Linked DNA regions of Neogale vison: region 1 is linked to region 2. The links are chromatin contacts, called in public Hi-C maps. All regions are on one chromosome and are shown on one strand. Each heading gives the region's core, a stretch centred on a gene start, on an enhancer-like site or on the middle of the called end of the contact. The rest is flanking DNA. Distances are from core to core; before and after follow the strand shown. Region 1 has its middle 40 kb from the start of LIMA1. Region 2 holds the start of SMARCD1 (SWI/SNF-related matrix-associated actin-dependent regulator of chromatin subfamily D member 1).

Region 1 (6,969 bases), core at 2,142-4,641, 210 kb after region 2:
GCTTGATCCCAGGACCCTGGGATCATGACCTGAGCTAAAGGCAGAGGCTTTAACCCACTGAGCCACCCAAGCGCCCCCATTAGCTAGTTTTTCTGTGTCTTGTCCCCTCCAATCCATTCTTTATGCCACCAGAGTATGTGCTCTAAAATGAAAACTTTATTGTTATTCCTCAGCTTAGAATCTATCCACTGCTTCTCATTACTATCCACTGCTTCTCATTATTCTCAGTATAGAATGTAAAACTCTTAATATGACCTGATGCCTGTATACATCTCTAGTCTCATTTCTTAGTTCACTACCTTCACTCCCACTTTCCTACAAGGCAGTTCCCAGCACTTCTGACCTTTAGGTTGTCAAATACACAGTGCTCCCCATGGCCTTTGAATCTTTGCCTGAAGGTCTCTTAAACTGTAATACTTTTTTCTTCCCCTATTTCACGTGATTAATTCCTTTTCCTCATTCACCATCCTGGTGTTCATTCCTTTGGAAATCTTCCTTTGACACCCATTCTACAATCTCTTGTTAATCTGTAAATGTACCCATTATTATTGAATTTATCAAAAAACCTTATAATTGCAAAGTAAGAGAGACAAATACCATATGATTTCACTCATTTGAGGGATTTAAGAAACAAAGCAGATGAACATATGGGAGGAGGAAGAAAGAAAGAGAGAGAGAAACAAACCATAAGGGACTTTTAATGATAAAGAACAAACTGAGGAGTGATGGAGGGAGGTGGGTGGGGGATGGACTAGATGGGTGATGGGGATTAAGGAGGGCACTTGTTATGATGAGCACTAGGTATTGTATGTAAGTGATGAATCACTGAATTCTCCTGAAACCAATGTTTTATTGTATGATAACTAACTAGAATTGAAATAAACTTTTAAAAATATGGTAATTTCTTATTTGTCTCCCTACTGCTTTCTTGCAGTCCATGACAGCAGGGATTATCTGATTGTTCAATATTGTATCACCAGTGCTTAGCCCATGTGTAGATACTCAAATATTTATTGAATGAATTATCTCAAATACAGTTTCCTCTTTCTTTCTCCCATAACTGTCCATAATATGGTATGACTTTGAATTATATACACCTATCTATCTATAGACACATACACACACACACACACATTTTTGTTTTATGTTTCAGGTTTTTATTTAAATTCTAATAACATATAGTGTAATATTGGTTTTAGAAGTAGAATTCTGTGATTTATCACTTATTTATAATGCACGGGGCTCATCACAGCAAGTGCTTTCCTTAATAGCCTTCACCCATTTAGCCCACCACACACCTACTTCCCCTCCAGCAACCCTCAGTTTGTTCTCTATAGTTAATCGTCTCTTATGGTTTGTTTCCCTCCCTTTTCTTTCTTTTTCTAAAAGATTTTATTCATTTATTTGAGAGAGAGAGAACATGGAGGGAGGGTCAAAGGGAGAAGCAGACTCCATGCTGCTCAGGGAGCTCAATATGGGACTTGATCCTGGGACTCTAGTTATCTTGACCTGAGCCGAAGGCGGTCAACCAACTGAGCCACCCAGGTACCCTTTTTTTTCTTCTTCCTTCCCCTATGTTCACCTGTTTTGTTTCTTAAATTCCACGTGTGAGTGAACTCATACAGTATTTGTCTTAACAATATTATGTTTTCATGATAGCTGAATCCAGTAGAACATAGGTGTCAGCTATTTATGTAAAGGGACAACTTACAGTAAATATTTTTGGCTCTGTGGACTGTGTACCGTCTTTGTTGCTGCTTCTTCTCCTCTTCTTACCTGTAGAATTCTTTAAAAACGTAAAAACTATTTTGGCTTGTGAACCATATAGAATATGCCATGGGCCAGATTTGGCCTACAGGCTATACATTGCCAGCTCCTGCAATAAAACATGCAATTTGAATTCTTTAGATTTTGTTGAAACGAGCTGAGCCAACATTAAGTCATTAATTGTTTATTATAATCTGGTGATATTACAACTGACATTTTAGACATTGGAAATTGAAGCAAAAAGAGGTTAGATGACTTACATAAGATCCTATACTCTGTTAGTAGACCCCAGATGTATTACTCTTTGTATCATATGTGTTTTAAGTTGGTCCTAAAATATTCTTTCTTTGTAAATAATCTGGGAAAAGTAGGGTGGAAGGAACTAAAAGTTTTAGTTATTGTAATTGTCAGAAACATGATTGACATTTTTCAGATCCTGACATAAAAGCAATATCCTCAGAATTAGGTCCGTTGGATAATCGTGTAGAATATTGGATTGAGTTAAAGCACGTTGGAATAAATATGTATAATGCTTTCCCAAGGAGTGAGAAAACGTCGTCAAGCTCATCCAGGGTATAGCCTTATGGGAACTGACCTCAACTCCAAAGCAAACTGTTTATTCAAATCATTTAAATGTGATAAGAAGCTTGTAGTAATTGTGCTCTGGTTCTAAATGGTAATTCGCAGATTCTTCACCATGAAAGAAGTCCCAGATGTACTCAATTTATCTCCTCTCTCTGGGAGACTTTTTCATTTGATTTATTAGAGAAGAATAGAATTGTGTTTTAGGGTTGTTTGATTGATTTTACTCTTTAAGTATTAGACAATGCCAGGATCTGGTAAACCTGAGTTTGTTTGCTTTTTTTTTTTTTTTTTAAAGATTGATTTATTTTGGAGACAGAGTGTAAGCGGGGTGGGGGGGGGCAGAGGGAGCGAGAAACAGACTCCCTGCTAAGTGAGGAGCCCAACTGGAGTCTCAATCCCATGGCCCTGAGATAATGATCTGAGTGGAAATCACGAATCGGTTGCTTAAATGACTGAGCCATCCAGGTGCCCCCAATCTGAGCTTTTAAAATAGAAGGTCAGTAGAATTAGAACTATGAACTGCAGGGATGTCTGGGTGGCTCAGATGGTTAAGCCTCTGCCTTCAGCTTGGGTTATGATCTCAGGATCCTGGGATCAAGCCCTGCATCAGGCTCTCTGTTCATCAGGGAGCCTGCCTCCCCCTCTCTACATGTGATCTTTTTCTCTCCATGTCAAATAAATAAATAAAATCTTAAAAAAAAAAAAAAAGAACTATGAACTCGAGTAGCTCATTCACCTAGCAGAATTGGAAGCTAGGGCTTTAGTTCAGCACTTGGAATTATAAATTGGTTCTTGAAATGAAGGCTGACCATGTTTCTTTATCTTGATTACCTGTTAGCTCATTTATTGAACAGGTAAACTAGATAGAAAAGAATGATAAGGTCTTTCATAAGTAGCTTTATCCTAGTTGGAAATGATCACCACATACATACAAAAAAGACTTAATATTTTATATTTATCCTCATATCCTCTGCTTGAGGCTCTTGATCAAGGCAAAGCCCTTTAAACTCAAGCAGGACCAGGTCCAAATCCTTCAATTGCACTATTTACAAGGTCTTTGTCTTCCAAACAAGTCAGATAATGTTGGAGCATTCCTGTTAGTGAGTCATGCTGACCATATATAGTTTCTGTTTATTTCTTGTTGTAACTTTTTATCTTCCCACTCTTCCTTCCTTATACCTGTTGAATGACTACTGTGAATACAGGACTCAAAAACGAACAGGTTTTTTTTTTTTTTTTTAAGTTAACAGGCTTTTGTGGTAGAGTATTTTTGTGATTTAAGAAACTTCTGTTATCAAAAAATAAAATAAAATTAAAAAAAGAAATTTCTGTTATCTCAGTAGTGATAGTAGACTATATATCCAAAGACCAATTTTTTTAAAGATTTTATTTATTTGACAGAGAGAGAGAGCACAAGTAGGCAGAGAGAGAGAGAGAGAGGGAAGCAGACTCCCTGCTAAGAAGAGAGCCTGATGTGGGGCTCAATCCCAGGACCCTGAAATCATGACCTGAGCCGAAGGCAGAAGCTTAACCCACTGAGCCACTCGGGTGCCCCAAAGATCAATTTTTTATCTTGATAGAATAAAATTCAAATTTTTACTTTTGGTAGGTATATCATCTGTGGGTTTATTTATTTATTTGACAGAGAGAGAGACAGAGTGAAAGGGAACACAAGCTGGAGGTGGGGGGCATTGGGGAAGGAGAAGCAGGCTTCCTGCTGAGCAGGGAACCTGGTGCTGGGCTTAATCACAGGACCCTGGGATCATGACCCAAGCCAAAGGCAGATGCTTAATGACTGAGCCATCCAGGTGCCCCTCTCTGGTGGTTTTAAAACATAATTGATTAATTCTTTGGTATTCCTCTCTTCAAAAGGTGTCCTTGAACATGGACAGTACTTAGGGACTTGCTGCTAATAAACAGAATGTGGCAAAAATGACAGTGTGGCACTTTTTGAGTCTAGGTCATAAAAAAGCATCGTGGCTTCATCCTTTCTATTTCTCTCGGCTCATTTGTGTTACTCCCTTGCGTATCACATATTAAGAGGCTCTTTGGAGATGTCTTTATGGCCTTTAGCCAAAAACTATGTGCCTGAGCCAATTTAGAAGCAGATCCTCCAGCCACAGTCAAGCTCTCAGATGACTGCAGCCCCAGCCAAACTCTTGACTCCAACCTCATGAGAGACCTTAAGCCAGAACCAGCCATTCAAGCCGGTACTGAACTCCTGACCCACAGAACTTGTGAGATTATATATGTGTGTTGTTTTAAGCCACCAGATTTTGGAGGTAATTTGTTTTGCAGCAATAGATAATTAATATACCATGATGTAATATTTTATAGTAAATATGATAAACTTTTTATCTGTCTTATAAGATTGTCTTACAGACCAACATTGTTTAGTTCTCCTAATTCATACTTTTTTTTGTTGCTGTTATTTCTTGGATTGTCTTGGACTGAGAGAGATGTGTTAAAGTGATTATTAAATTTTCCATTTCTCTAATCTTCTGTAGTTACTACTTTATAAAAGTTGTTGCTATATTATTTATTGCACAGATATGAGTCTTTTATCTTCATAGTGAATTATAGCTTTTTGTGTTATAAAGTCACAACAGGTCTCAGCTCATCCCATGAGGAGTTTTGAAGTTGGGATGGCCCTTCAGAATTGTCCCACCTTGCTTTGGGGGCACAACGATGGAAGACATCTTTGGAGTCCCCACCCCCACACCCCAGCCAGAGCTGTCATGTCCCCTCCTCTTTCACTTCCTATAGTAAACAATAAAGGCCCTTCCTACCCTTAAAAAAAAAGTTGCCCCACCTTGAGGTAAGGCCCTCAGATATCTTGGCATGAACAAGTCATTGGATACAGGTAGACATTGGGAAGAGGATTTGACCTTGGGTAAGGAAATTTTTTTTTTGGCCAAAGATAATTCCCAGAGAAGGACTCAGCCACCAGCTTTCTAGCAACCTGGATTATGAGTGCCTCAGTACTGAAGAGGGTATATGGAGAGGATTCTACAGGACCCACTACACTTATGTATCTTGTCGTTTAGTCTTGGTTTCTGCTTCGAGACATAATTTTTTCTGGTATGCTTTCATCTGTTGAAACTGTGATTGTGTGTGCATGTTTTCTTATAGTAATTTTGTGTGGATACTGAATTTTTGTTATTGTTACTCATCCTTGAATATGCTGGATTTTTCTGAATCAGCTTTTAACAGATCTTTCAAGGGAAAATGGACAGGGTTTCAAGGCCTCCCAGTTTTGGGTTTTGTTTTGTTTTGTTTTGTTTTTTTCCCAGCTCAAGGGCTCCCTCTTCTGTTGCTATGGTGAAAAGCAGTTTTCTTAAGTACTTTTTTTTTGGTGGTCCGATTTCTGATTCTCCTGTTTGTTTTTTCACTGGGGTACTTATTACCAGTTACTTCTTTTCTTTCTTCCATTGGCCACTGGCTGCTGTCTTCAAGGAACAATGACTACTTTCAAAAGTAGTCTCTTTCTCTTTCTCCTGAAAGTCACGTTTAACCAAGACTATACCCATGTTCCTCCTGAATTTTCCAAAGCCGTATGTTTTTACTCCTGTTACCAGTACTGATCTGCCAGGTTTCACACCAGCTCTCAGCTGTTCCCACTAATGGCTACTTTGGTAGCAAACCCTTGTTGATGTTATCAGGTTCTACCAACACTAAGACTACACGTTCTCTACCCTCTTCAAACAGATTCTTTGACCTTGATACACTTGGGGGGTTCTGGATGGTCTCTACTTTATCTTTCCCAACTGCTTTTAAATTACAGACTGTGGAGGGGGGTAGCCTGAGAGGTTCAAGTCTGTTAAGTGTCTGCCTTCAGCTAAGGTCATGACCTTAGGGTCCTGGGATCCACCCCATGTCTGGCTCTCTGCTTAGCGGGGTGTCTGCTTTTCCCTCTCACTCTCTGTGCTCTCTCTCTCTCTGTCTCTCTCAAATAAATAAATAAAATCTTTTTTTTTTTTAAAAGATTTTATTTATTTATTTGACAGAGAGAGATCACAAGTAGGCAGAGAGGCAGGCAGAGAGAGAGGAGGAAGCAGGCTCCCTGTTGAGCAGAGAGCCCGATGCGGGACTCGATCCCAGGACCCCGAGATCATGACCTGAGCCGAAGGCAGCGGCTTAACCCACTGAGCCACCCAGGCGCCCCAAATAAATAAAATCTTAAAAAAATAAATTAGAGACTGTAGGATTTTCTCCCCACATTTTAGTATCAGTTGTAGGAATTTTCATTGCTTTCTTTTTTTCCTGTGTGTAGTTTTTAGGAAGAGCTATGGGAAGAGGTATATACATATATACAAAGGTGTGTATTTGTTTTTAATACCCACAAATAATATTTTGCTTTAAATAGCCTTGTTTTTCTCTTCTAACTTAATATTATGTGTTTAAAATCTATCTCTGTGCCTTGTTTATACCTAGTTTGTTGCTTTTAGTTGCTACATTTCTTCCACAGCCTGCATCCACCATCTTTTATGTAACTGTTCCCCTGGTTAAAATGCCTGCATTGCTTTTACCTCCCTATTGCTATCTTGAAAAAAGCTGGATGAACTTTTGTATATGTTCCCATGATAATCCACATGACACTTTCTTCTAGGACATATA
Region 2 (6,691 bases), core at 1,812-4,311:
CCAGGACCACCTGTGGCTTTTCTGATAATCAGTCCCTGTCCTGTGCCTGTCCCCTAGAACCCGTGTGAGAGCCTCCGGGGCCACCCCGCTGGGATGACCTACGCTGCCAACATCCTACCTCACCATCCGGCCCGAGGCACTTTTGAGGACTTTACCTGCTGAGCCCCGCAGGCCACCGTACCAAAGGCCTAGGTGGGGAGGGCTAGGACAATAAGGGGGCCCTGGGCCACGCCCCTCCAAAATCTGCCCTGGGGACTCACTCCCCCTCCCAAGGTAGAACCCTACTCCTGGGCAGTCCTTTCCTCTTGTCTGTGGTGAGGAAGGAATCTTGACCATAGAGTCCTCTCCCTGCCTCTATCCCATTCTTTTTATTTTTACTGAAACTAATCTAAAAAACTAAACTAAACTAAAAAGAGAGAATGGGGCAGGTGACCTCAGGCTGCCCCTCTCTGCTCCATGCTGCCTCCCCCAGCTCCCAGCCTAAATTCTGTCTGTCTGGCTATCTGTCATCTGAGTGTCCACCTACATTCTGCTGCCACCAGTCACCAAAGCCCCTCCCAGTGGGGGGTGGAGGAGATCCTTGGGGTCTGAAATTTGGCCCCAAACCAGAGAATGTACCTTGAAGGGGAGGGCTAGTGGGGGGGGCTTCCCCAGCCTTAAGAGACCCTCTCAGCCCAGTGACCCCCCCCAACCCCAAGTCTCCAGGAGGGAACTAAGACCCTAAGCTCCATCCCCCCCCTTACATGTGAAGTCTCTGGGGAGTTGAGGGTGGGGGATCCCCTGAAGTAGTGGATGATGGGGAGAAGATGTGGCCCTGGTGCTGTAGGCCGCATCCTGATACCTTTAAGTTCACTCCCAACCCTGAACTGCTGGAAAGAAATCCTAAGAGGTAGCACTCCTCTACCATCCCATGAAAGATCTAGCTGGTTGGCTTCCAGCTCAGGGAGAGGGGCACTGGTGCCTAACCTCACTGGTCCCTCTCCCAGGGGCCCCTGCAGAGGGCCACATCCATAAATTTTCTTATGGAACTCTCCCAAGTCCTCTTCCCCAACTTCATTTGCTTCTCTCAACAACCTCATCTGCATTTTCTATTTCTATATGATACAGACTCTATATTGCTATATCTCTGTATATACTTTCCCCTAACTCTGTCTGTCTCTACCCCATCCCCTCTTGTCTCCAAGAACCATCCTCCCACCCAAAGTTCCCCTTTCTGTGTTTCTACTCCCTCCCTGGTCTCTGAATGCCTTCGCCTGTATAAAGAGTTGGACTTTCTCCCCTGGTGTCTGTACTGTGTACACACATCCCTCTGAGAAGCACAAGGAGACGACACGCGCATTGTAACCTTCGCACTGTCTCGGTGGCGACATAAAGGAAGCTGTGAATCACAAGCTCTGCCTCTTTCTGGCCTCACCGTCTCCCGCCAACCCCGGGACCCCTATGCTATCCCTGTAGCCTTAACATTCCCTCTCCATTCAACCATCCCAGTGCCCTTTGCCTGGCTGACTATGGCCTCCCCAGGGAAGGGGTAGCTACAGACAGAGCCCCCAACCAGGGAATGGAAATCTGCTCTACACACTAAAACAAGGGTATCAGAGACAGGGGAGTGGTGGATTGGTGACTCTTGTAGCTGGAACAGTGGGGTGCTGACAAGCAGAAGTTGAGGTCCTCAGTCACTGACCTTTCCTTTCTAATGGGTGCCAAGCCTCCTTTCCTCCACTGATACCCAAGACCACCACTTATATTTTCTGGTGAGGTACAGTTTGGTAATGGTAAAGGCCTAGAAGGGTAGTTGAAAGCTTTGCTGTTCTGTCCCTCTCTTCCTATCTTAATGAGAAATGAATGAGGTAGAGGGCCTGCCATGCCCCCTCACCCAGGCACTCCTCCTAGGCCAGAGCCCTACCCCTTCCCAGGCCTTCTCTGCCCAAATGTCTCTTGGTCTCCAGCCCCAGAACAGGACTTCCGCAGGTCAACTGTGCATTGGCCTGGAGCTGGAGAGTGAGACTATGGGATTTCCGGGAACTCTTGGTTCCTAGAAGTTTCTTGGAGATCAGACCTCTCCAGAGGGAAGCAGGAGCAGGCCAATGGATGTGCACCAGATGGGGAACAGCAGGCAGGGCGATGGGTGACGCATGCCTCTGGTCTAATAAACTGGGTTTCAACCATCTCTTCAGTGTCGTTTTTCTCTTATTTGAATAGAGCTTAATAGTGTTTAGGCCTTTCCACGAAGTACCTAGAGTTGAGCTGAGCTTGGAGCCAAACAGGGAGAAGTGAGGAGGCTTAAGCATGGAGACTCTGGTCCTCCTAGGGTGGGGCGGACTGGCCACGGCACCAGGAATGGTTTCAACCAATGGGCGGGGAAAGAGGGAGAGGTCAAAAGCAAGAGAAGTCCCAAAGAGAAGTCCTAGTACAAAGGATTCTTTGGAGAGGGGACGGGGTCAAAATCCAAAATAAAATCTGGAAGCAGGTTAGGTTTTAGAGGTCAGAGACAAAGTTGGGTTCAAATTCTGGTTTGGCGTAGTTATTGAGGCACTGCATCTGTGGAATGAGCCCTGGGCTCTGAGCTTGAAGATCTGGATTCTGGGCTTTGACTCTACTGCTAACTTGCGGTTGATCTTTGCCAAATCATTCACTAAGATCAGCTTTCCGGTTTGTAAAATGGAATAAACAGTGCATTCTCCTCTTCAGCCCCACAGGCTTACAGCAGTAAGAGAAGGAAACGAAAAACAAAGTACTTTGGAAAGTTAAATCTCCCGTGCCTGCATGAAGCAGTTATTCCATCACCTCCGTCATCAGAGCGCTGAGGCTGAGGTGTGGTCCCCCTTTCCAGGGCCTTGTCTTCCTCCTGTCGGCCTGGGGGCGCCCGCTCACAGAGCCTCTCTATCCCAGAGTTCTTCTCTATGGTCTTCCCTCCCGGACCGCGAATACGGGAGGGAGTGGTCAGCACGCCTTTTCCGCTAGTCTCCCCCACCCCTCTAGCCCACAGTCTCGCTGCCCTGAGCCTCCCGTGCCGGCCGGCCGGCCGGGCGGACAGACAGGCACGCGGGGGGCGCGCGGGGGGCGGGGGGAGTTCCGGTTCCGGTTCTTTGTGCAGCTGCAGCCGCGGCTCCGGGGAAGATGGCGGCCCGGGCGGGTTTCCAGTCTGTGGCTCCGAGCGGCGGCGCCGGAGCCTCAGGAGGGGCGGGCGCTGCGGCTGCCCTGGGTCCGGGCGGGACTCCGGGGCCTCCCGTGCGAATGGGCCCGGCGCCGGGTCAAGGGCTGTACCGCTCCCCGATGCCCGGAGCGGCCTATCCGGTGAGTGGGGCAGGAGGAGGGGCGCGCGGGCCGGGGGCGGGGCCGAGCGGGGGCCTGGGAGTGACAGGGGTGGGGGAGAAGTAGGAGGGACTCTCTCGGGAGGGATTCGGGCCCTGAGTGGGGGTGAGGGGAGGCAGTGCGGAGGAAGGGAAGGGAGGCGTTAGCATCCCCAACCTGCTCCTGGGAGCATTGTTTCCGTTGGGGAGTCAGGGTACGAAACAACGTGGATGAAGTGGGGCCAAAGGTGGGCTTGTGAGGACCGGAATGCAAAAGGGCTGGGGCAGCTCCAATACCCGGAGGAACATAGGTGTAGCTAGCAAATTGAGGTCAGCTTCTAAGGAGCCAATAGCTGGCAGTACCATCTGAGTAAATGTGGGACTTAAAGAAGATGCCTAATGTGTCAGATACAAAATAGACTGGGGAGCATTTGAGTGTAATCTGGCTGTCTGTTAGCTTTGGGGCTATATTCTCCTGTGGAATTGTACCTGGAGTACAGCAAGCTTCAGTTACTTGGATTTCAGAGACAGAGGGTTCTCCTCCCATTGTGCTCCACCCCACCCCCAGCTTTGTTCATTCAAAGAACTCAGGCATCTCCCACTTTTTCTTGGTGGGGTTAGTAGGGAAGCCATGACATCTCTGGGTCCTCTCCTCTCTATAGAGACCAGGTATGCTGCCAGGCAGCCGAATGACACCTCAGGGACCTTCCATGGGACCCCCTGGCTATGGGGGGAACCCCTCAGTCCGACCTGGCCTGGCCCAGTCAGGGATGGACCAGTCCCGCAAGAGACCTGCACCTCAGCAGATACAGCAGGTCCAGCAGCAGGCGGTCCAAAATCGAAACCACAAGTAAGATGACCCTGGGGCGTGGGAGGGAGGGAAGGAGGGAGGCAGCCCATGAGGACACAGGTGATGGGAGAACCTGAACCCAGAAGTGGTGGTGCTGTGTCAGCAGATGGGTGCTCATTCTCCAGAATGCCTCACATGGGTGGGGGTGGGGGTGGGCGGAGTGTCTTTGATTTGAGAGACGCTTTGCAGTCCCTTCATTTTCCTATAAACGGAGGTGCTGACCAGTCTGTCTTCATGTTCTGGCTAGTTCATCCCAACCTGATAACAGTATTTATTCCAAACAGTGCAAAGAAAAAGAAGATGGCTGACAAAATTCTACCTCAAAGGGTGAGTCCAGGCTATAAGTCTTCTTGAGGATGTGCTGAAATTGAAAATAGAAGTGGTCAGCTCTAGATCCCAGTGGTATCTTTTTGTTCCCAAGATTCGTGAACTGGTACCAGAATCCCAGGCATATATGGATCTTTTGGCTTTTGAAAGGAAGCTGGACCAGACTATCATGAGGAAACGGCTAGATATCCAGGAGGCCTTGAAACGTCCCATCAAGGTAATGCAGAAGTGTGCTGGGCAGAGAGCCAAAGGCGAGGACTGGAACCTTCAGTAGGCTTAGGATGAGAAATCAAAGGCACAGCATAGCTCTCTTTGGCATTTAAATTACATCTCCCTTCCGCCTACGAACTGAGAATTACATTAGAACTGAACAGCAAAGGGGGAGGGGCGTTTGGTATCTCTCGCACCAGAAATATACCCTGTCCGTGTTTTTGCCGTAATTGCTCTGCTACCTTGGGAACCTGGCACCTTGTGTGACTTTGTCTGTTTGGTGTCCTTGTGTATGCACTTGCACTCAGGCCAGTGGCCTGTATTCTAGATGGACTCTATTCACCCACCCCAGGGACTGGGTAGATAGTAAGCCAGTCTGTTAGGAGTAATTTGGGGGTTTAGGGAAATTCATATCTTCAGTATCAAACCACCATCAATCCTATTTCTGCTTTCCTCAGCAAAAACGGAAGCTGCGAATTTTCATTTCTAACACTTTCAATCCGGCTAAGTCAGATGCCGAGGATGGGGAAGGGACAGTGGCTTCCTGGGAACTTCGGGTAGAAGGACGGCTCTTGGAGGATGTGAGTTCAAAGTCCACTGTGGTTGACGTCTAGGGTGGGAGCTGCCGGGAGCAAGCAGTGTTGTCTGGTTGGCAGGAAGCCTGACTGGTGCTCACAGCTCCTGTTGGGAACAGCAGGGAGAGAGTCACCGTGTTCCCTGCACTAAAAGACAATGGTTCTTTGTATCTGGCTCCCACAGCTTGGCCCTTGCTGTGTTATCATATCGAGAACCTTATTGTTCTGGGATTTGATTTGTTGTTTACCTTCCTCCTGATGGCGCTGGCCATTGGACTTAGCATCTGCAGGTTATTCAGTTTTTGGTTTTTGTTTCTTTAAAATCAAGTGAGTTTGCACTTAGCACTTGAAGATATGCTTTTCTCTTTGAGTCTTTGAGGTCCTTGATTCCCACTGTGGTATCTCCACCTTCCCAGCTTTCACTGGAGACCTCTCACAGTTTAAGAGGGGTTGTTCTCTTTGCTTCATGGGGAACATCTGCTGATAGATGTTAGCCCCCAAACTTCCTACCCCAGAAGCTCACCTGCCATTCCTTATACTCTCTATTTTTAGCTGTTCATAAGCAAACTAATTTGAATACATTTTTGCAGGAGAACTGGAGCTCCATATCAGAGCTTCCTTCTCTATATAGGTCCAGTCCATCTGCTGGTGGTGTCATTCCATCCAAATAAAGCTGTTTTTGTTCTGGCTGCTTATTGCCTGTGATTCATTTCCCCTCTAGAGTCAGACTTTTGTCTGTTCAGACTCGCTTTGTTACGGGCAATGGTTTGACTAAACTTGCCTTATTTCCCTTAGGGAAGGGTAAGAGTGGGTAAGTCAGTGACCCTGTACATGTAATTGGCTGCTTCTTCAGGGTTCTGTGGCCACCCTGATTGGTTTAATACCCCAGACACTGACCTTGTCATCTCCTGAGAAAGATTCAGAAGACATTTTTTTTTTTAAGATTTTATTTATTTATTTGACAGAGATCACAAGTAGGCAGAGTCAGGCAGAGAGAGGAAGGAAAGCAGGCTCCCCACTGAGCAGAGAGCCCGATGCGGGGCTCAGTCCCAGGACCTTGAGATCATGACCTGAGCCGAAGGCAGAGGCTTTAACCCACTGAGCCACCCAGGCACCCCTAGAAGACATTTTTGAGGTTTTTCCCATTCTGTTGTGGGTTCCTTTTTAATGGGACTTTGTCTTGAAGAATTTCTTCTGGCCTTTTCTAACATGATCCCTCCTCTCTCTCTTCTAGTCAGCCTTGTCCAAATATGATGCCACCAAACAAAAGAGGAAATTCTCTTCCTTTTTTAAGTCCTTGGTGATCGAACTGGACAAAGACCTGTATGGGCCAGACAACCACCTGGTGGAAGTGAGTAGTTCTCTCCTGTAGGCTTTGACTCCATGACTGGAGGATGATGGACTTGTGAGCCAAACTTTTTAATGTTTAGGGAGATGGG

What was found. Hi-C and Micro-C count contacts between places; a contact is called where the count stands out from the background.
Region 1: a Hi-C map of fibroblasts shows a contact between it and region 2, with 10 times the contacts expected there. The contact joins the enhancer-like site here to the promoter of SMARCD1 in region 2. A contact is called at or near these places in 2 of 3 Hi-C or Micro-C datasets (fibroblasts and muscle).

Annotation. Positions count from the first base shown.
Region 1 is chr12:86,507,135-86,514,103 of ASM_NN_V1, forward strand. No RefSeq gene overlaps it. Among named protein-coding and RNA genes, the nearest start is that of LIMA1, 40 kb to the left of the region's middle. Within about 2 kb of position 3,392, the one cell type or tissue checked has open chromatin away from gene starts, as enhancers often do. A contact at or near this core is called in fibroblasts, where this site is marked.
Region 2 is chr12:86,301,006-86,307,696 of ASM_NN_V1, forward strand. It overlaps SMARCD1 (SWI/SNF-related matrix-associated actin-dependent regulator of chromatin subfamily D member 1), which reads left to right and starts at 3,062. Exons shown (of 13, transcript XM_044226683.1): 1 at 3,062-3,294; 2 at 3,953-4,140; 3 at 4,425-4,467; 4 at 4,562-4,684; 5 at 5,136-5,258; 6 at 6,487-6,603. The coding sequence starts at 3,118. ASIC1 (acid-sensing ion channel 1) reads left to right here. Exons shown (of 12, transcript XM_044227879.1): 12 at 58-2,167. The coding sequence ends at 162.